2 separate regions of the Mus musculus genome follow, and region 1 is linked to region 2. The links are chromatin contacts, called in public Hi-C maps. All regions are on one chromosome and are shown on one strand. The core of a region is the stretch at or near the end of the contact, and the rest is flanking DNA. Distances in the headings are between cores, read along the strand shown.

Region 1 (3,320 bases), core at 87-2,586, 350 kb before region 2:
AAGAATTGGAAACTGAACTCAAAGAAATGTACGTTTAATATTAAAGCATGGCCAGGTGTGGTAGTGTATGCCTATAATTGCAGTACTTTGGAAAGGTGACGCCAAAGAATTACCATGACTTTCAGGGCAGCCTGTGCTACATCAGGGCATCCTGTGCTACATGTTACCTTCCCGGGTAGACTCTGAAATTAACCAAAAACAAACAAACAAACAAAAACAAAAACAAAATAGTGGTGATGATTGCTATCCAAATTAGACATTCAAAAGTAGTAATCCACGTCACTATTCTACATAATTGTGCCTTTTAAAAAAATTTTGGCTCTTATAATTAGTAAACATTTTTGGTATTTTGGAGTTTTCTGCTGTCTCTAAGCTTCTATTAAAATAGTCTCCTCGCCACTTTATGTCCTGTAATATAATCATTTCTCAATTATCCATGCTAACGAGAATGAGTTCATATATACCATGAGGGGGGGAAACATAAGCATCTGCCTTTGTTAGACTTTGAACAAGGCTTGCATTTCTGAGACTTAGCTCTTTAGAGATTTAGTAGGAAGAGGCTAGGATGGATTCAATACTTTAGAAAATACAGAGGATATATACAAGGGTATCACATCTTAAAAGGGGTGAGTCAGCTAATGAAAAATTTAGAATTGGCTGTCAGCATTGCTACATACCTATTAGAAAATGCTAATCATGTTCCGATGATGTTCATTGGCTCATAGGTAAGTGCAAAATAACGTGCAAAATAACGATCTTCTCCTATGTCCCACCAGACACTCGTGCTTACATATATACACACCCCCATGCACACACACACTCACACACATACACACCCCCATGCACGCACACGCTCACATACATACACACGCACCATAAGCCTTTAGCAGAACGAAAGAAGAAAGCATGGGAGATGCTTTAAAATGAAGTACCAAAATAGTATTGCTGTGCTTTGATCAATTATTTAATGAGAAGAAAGGTGAATGTTTTCACTATCATTATCTGTAGGTCAATATATGGTTAAACAAAAATAAGCTTGAGAAAGTAAACTTGGAAATGGCCACTTCTAAGCTGATGAGCCTCGTGTAATTGGCCGATTACATCAAAAGCCAATTTTGGAGTGAGGAGAATACAGGAGTTGACAGACTGTGAATGCAAATTCAGGCCCTTGGATTGGTTTCTCCAAGAAATATTTGTAATATTTCACTGCCCCAGTAACCCATGTGCAGAAGTGAGAAAGATCAAATAAATAGTACCTGAGCCACCTCTGCCTTTGTCTGCCTTTGAGTTAGGCATACACAGAAGACTACGGAATAATAAATAAGTGGGCCACGAGATGGCGTCTGTAGCTAATGAGTCTTTTTACTTTAACCCTTGCAGCTGCTGAGCTGCGCACACACAGCTTACATTGTAATTGCAGAAAAGCAGTGTTTAAGTCCTGTTATTTTAAAGTTGCTCATATTTCTCAGGTTAAAACTTGCAAGATAGCTCTCAGAATCTGCATTTAGACTTTTACAAAAGTGAGGTTCCTCTTCCCAGTTCTCTTCCTGTTTGTATGGTTTGGTTTGGTTTGATTTGGTTGTTTCTGCTGTGTGTTTGTTTGTTCTTCTTTTCAGCAGTACAGGGAATTGAACTCTGGGCCTTTCGAAGGCCAGCAAGTTTTCTGCCACTGAGCAACATGCAGAATATTTGAATATTAGCACATTTTTGTTTTGAAGCAGAGACTCACTGGCTTGCCCAGCCTGGCCTTGAACACTCTGTGGTCTATCCATGCTTTGAAGTTGCAATTCTCCTGCCTATCTGATATTAGGTTTTGTGCCACCAGGCCTGATTACTTGTTTTACTTGAGTCTGAAACTGCAGTATAGAAAACAGGCTTCAAAGCTCCTAAATGAAAGAAAAGCTGCAGACTGAACGTCTACCACTTAAGAAGCAGTCATTCAGTGTAGGCTAAGAGTAGTAACTATGGTGATGACTGAAATGATGTCTCATGTGCCTCTGGGTGTTGCTTTTGGAAACCATATGATGGTAATTATCCTGCAAATACCAAATACTTGGGGGAGTGCTTAAAAATTTATGGTCACTATATTTTATAATGTCTCTAGGTAAGCAGAACTAGACAAAATTGTAAATCTTATGTAATTCCGTTCACCAATTTCTTGTTAGCCTCAGTCAGACTCTGGAACCTTCCTTTTTAGTGTAAACCCATTTATTCTACAAGTGGGTAAAAACGCCAAGCAAGACAGATAGTCACAGTGTGGCATAGACCTCCTTACATTCCACAAGGTGACACAAGTTCGATACCAACTCCTAGATGTGGACACTTCTGAGGAAAGCTGTTGCATCTACGGGAACATTCCTGTCAGCACTGAATCTTTATAAAGCTTGATCACATCTGCTTGTGGGATTACCGTGCACCTGGGAACTAAGGAGACATTTGCCTGTTCTGGTAGCAAAATGTCATCACCTCTGCCGAAGCAGCAAGGGACTTACTCTAAAACTAAAAGTTAGTTTTGGAATTAAAGCTCACCTTTCGTAGCATCTTGTGTTCGTACTTTGGGTCTGTTTCCCAGCTACTGTCTCAGAGTTCTCTGCTCTCGGAGAGTTTTAGTGTTTGCCCTTTGGCTATAGAACACAGTCACCTTGGGAGAATACTTGCTGGATTTTCGCTTACAGAGGATTTGTGGTGAACCTTGTTTTCAGTTCCGCCCCATCCTGGCTAGCACACATCTACCACCTTACTTAGCCTCCCATAGTGTGGAGCATTCCCTGTGTGTCCTTGGGAAGAAACAGCACAGTATTCTGTGAATCGGTTTTAACATGTATTATTTCACTTGGGTGGAGGTGTGTGTGCACCAGGGCATGCCTGGGAGGTCAAAGGACAGCATTGTGAGGCCAGTTCTCTCCTTCTGCCTTTGATCTGAGGATCCAACTCAGCGGTCAGCGGGCTGGCATGGAAAATGCCTTCACGCTCTGAGCCATGTGGCTCCCAAAGTCATTTTCTTAACTAAAATGGAACTAGCTGATTACATCAGAAGCCACTTAGAGGGGGAAAAAATGTGACACGTTATTCAAAAAAAGGAGAGCCCTGTGTTGTTATCAGTTGTCCCACAGTTGTATAAGAAACTAAACTTGGTAAATCTAGCTGAAACTACAAAGACTGGGCCAGAGAGGATGTTTGTGATTAATATCATTTTAAAATTTATTTTGTCCTCCTTCTGGCATATACAAATACTAACGAGCTTGATCGATAGTGGTGACTTAAAAATAGGAAAAACTAAATGCTACCTCTCAATTTAAAGCCAAATAACACCTTATTTA
Region 2 (3,101 bases), core at 364-2,863:
GAGGGGAGAAAGGGTTCTGTTATCAGCTGATTGTGCTCGGGAGGGGGAGGGGAGAAAGGGTTCTGTTAGCAGCTGATTGTGCTCGGTCACTAAAGCCTTCCCTTACTACTAGACAAGACAGACATGAACAGAGTAATCACCCAAGTAATTGACAATCAGAAAACAAGATGTACATGGGAATGGGAGTGTTCCAAAGTGAACACACATCACTTTGTCCACTAGGTGAAAATCTCCCTCAGGAGACAGCCGAACTGAAACCCAAGTGATGAGCTAGGAGGTAGGACAGGAAGAAAAGAGTAATATTCAAAGCAGAAGAAGCTACCTGTCCAAAAAGCCTGCAGCAGGAGTCACATCCTGCTGAGGAAAAACAAGAAAAAGAGAAATCACAGCTGAGTGTTCAAGAGGTGGCTCAAAGGTGGAAGGCAGAGAATTAGTCGTCTTAAAAAAAATACAACAGAGGATAAGAGTAATAGCATTACTCTGAGGGAAGGAAGTATACACACACACACACACACACACACACACACACACACCACACCACACCACACCATACACACCACACACACCACACACCACACACACACACACCACACACACACACACACCACACACCACACACACACACAGCACACACTACACACACACACCACACACACCACACACACACCGCACACACCATACACACATACACACACACACACACCACAAACAGACACACACACCACAGACACACAACAACAACAACACACACACACCACAAACACACACATGCTTAGAATATAATGGAATCAGGATTGTCACTTTTAAAAGTCCAAAATGTTGTGAGAATACGAGAGGGCAAGGTATTCTGCATAGAGGAGCACAGGAAGAAAAGAACTGGCAAGCGTTTGGCTGACATGGGATCTGAGCATCCAGGTAACGGTGTGAAGAAACACTCCAAGGAGTAAACACTGCTCACAGGCCTATTCTCTGCAGAAAGAATTAATGAAAAATAAATAGGTAACAACAAGTGAGAAGAAACTTTAGTATTTTCTATGTGTTTAAAAATAATATCCCCACTAGAAAAGGTATCTTTGATAACAATTTTTCAATGCTTGGAAATAAATGATAAAGATCATACCAAAATACATAAAGCATGTAAAGTCATGTCCAGATGAAAACATACAGAATAATATGCAGGTGTAAGGGGACTTATGAAGAAACTTAAGAACTTCAAATGAAATGCAAAGAAACTAGAAAAAAACGATACAAGCAACTAGACACTAAACAAACAGTAAGGCAAAAACTGAGTCAGAAAAGGATAGCAGTATATATCTCAACCAAATGGAAAGGATGAAGGAAAAAGGAGCATCAGACACTAAAATCAGCATCACTATAGATGTGTTTGCTGTTAAAACAAAAAATACAGACATAAATAGTGTTATTGTCAAAAATTGCAAATATTAAATGAAATCAACAAATAGAAAAACACTGTTTTCCAAAACTAACAATTATTATTGGAAAATCAGAACTGTGCTACAGCTGACAAAAGGGAAGAGTGTATTTACTGGGGTGGTCGGTGTTTTTCTACTTCCTAATTTCTACGATTCAGTGTTATTCAGCATTTCCGACTGCTACCACGAGGTGGCAGACGTCTCCAAACTATGGTGGGTAACCGTGTATCTGCAGGACACCATCTTTGTGTGGTCTGCAGCAATCACAAACAGAAGGCATGTCAATCTAAATCCTTTTTATTATCGTCGGTTCAGCATCTGCATTGTTTTCATGAGAGAATAGATACCAACAGGAACAAGAATGTGTTTAAAAATTAAAAACAGGTTCGATTAGCAGATGTTGAATCCCACCCTAACAATAGAACCTTCCACTTCAGGCTCAGAACAAGGCCAGGGAAGTGGAGCAGCCTAGCACAGATTCCCATCTCCATGACAACCTTTTCGGCTCCAAGCACAATTAAAGAGACAGCATCATCTTTTTTGGAGAGAATACATATAAATGTATTTTGGAGAGAATATATATATATATATATATATATGAATCGTGACTGTTATTCATTTTTTAAAAGAAATTAAAATTTGATTCTGATTACTGAAGCTAAGTTATTGATGGATGGAGAAGCACGGATTTGAAAAGGTTTCACATAATTTCCATGTAAATGAAAAGATATATGTGCCCCTATGTACTGGAGTTATTGCTATTCTCTTTTGCTTTGTCCCGGACAGTCTCAAAAATCCTAGCTTGGTCCCCTCTTAAGACTTGCTGTATTTGTGGGTCAAAAGAAAACAAAAGCTGTTCATCCATTAGCAATTAGATTTTGAGCAGATGGTCCAGAACATGTAGTGACTTCCTAGGGGTCCTGTGATACCCTAGTCTGCAGCCTGAGAGATCCTTTTCCTCTTTGGAAAAACAGTACTGAGATTGTTCACTTGCCATTTGAGGAAGGTTGTAGGACCCAGCTTACCTCTCTCCTGCAGGGAGTGTTTAAATTTTTTTAGGACTTCAAAATATCCAAGGTGAGAAGAAAGAAAGAGGGGGGGGAGGGAGGAGGGAGGAAGAAGGAAGAGGGGGAGGAAGAGGAGGAAGAAGAGGAGGAGGAAGAGGAAAAGGATGAGTAGGAGAAAGAGAAGGAGGAGAAAGAGGAGGAGAAGAAACAGAAAAAGCAGAAACAGGGCAGAAGCAGAAGTGGAGGAGAAAGAGGACGAGGAGGAGGAAGAAGAGGAAGAGGTTTTCTGTATATTAGGATACAGGATACATTAAAATAATTGAAATGGTGAGTGGAGACCAATTGTGTTGCTTCTTTAATTCATTAATAGGGTGCATTAGTCTGGGTTCTCTAGCAGAACAGAGACTCCAGTAGACAGGAAGTAGGCTCTAATGCCAGTGAGAGCGAGCAGGTAAAGAGGGCAAGCAAGCGTCCTTCTTCCACGTTCTTTACACATGCTGATTGCAGAAGGTGTGGCCCGGACTAAAGGTGGATCTTCACATTTCAAAGACCCAGAGGTGAAGTAGATCTTCCCAGTCAAAACCCCTCAGAGATGTGCCCAGCCACTGGGGGTTTAGTTAATTCCAGATGTTGTCATGTTGACAACCAAAAATAGCCATCC

Evidence for each region. Hi-C and Micro-C count contacts between places; a contact is called where the count stands out from the background.
Region 1: a contact with region 2 is called in a Hi-C map of cortical neurons, with 5 times the contacts expected there. The contact joins two enhancer-like sites. A contact is called at or near these places in 1 of 39 promoter capture datasets (hippocampal neurons) and 5 of 484 Hi-C or Micro-C datasets (the N1E-115 cell line, cerebellar granule neurons, cerebellum and 1 more).

Annotation. Positions count from the first base shown.
Region 1 is chr3:117,787,002-117,790,321 of GRCm38.p6, reverse strand. The region is part of intron 8 of Snx7 (sorting nexin 7); the gene reads left to right. Among named protein-coding and RNA genes, the nearest start is that of Gm52614, 67 kb to the left of the region's middle. Within about 2 kb of position 1,336, at least 9 of the 459 cell types and tissues checked have an H3K27ac peak or open chromatin away from gene starts, as enhancers often do. A contact at or near this core is called in cortical neurons and hippocampal neurons, where this site is marked.
Region 2 is chr3:117,437,468-117,440,568 of GRCm38.p6, reverse strand. No RefSeq gene overlaps it. Among named protein-coding and RNA genes, the nearest start is that of Plppr4, 78 kb to the right of the region's middle. Within about 2 kb of position 1,613, at least 52 of the 459 cell types and tissues checked have an H3K27ac peak or open chromatin away from gene starts, as enhancers often do. A contact at or near this core is called in cortical neurons and hippocampal neurons, where this site is marked.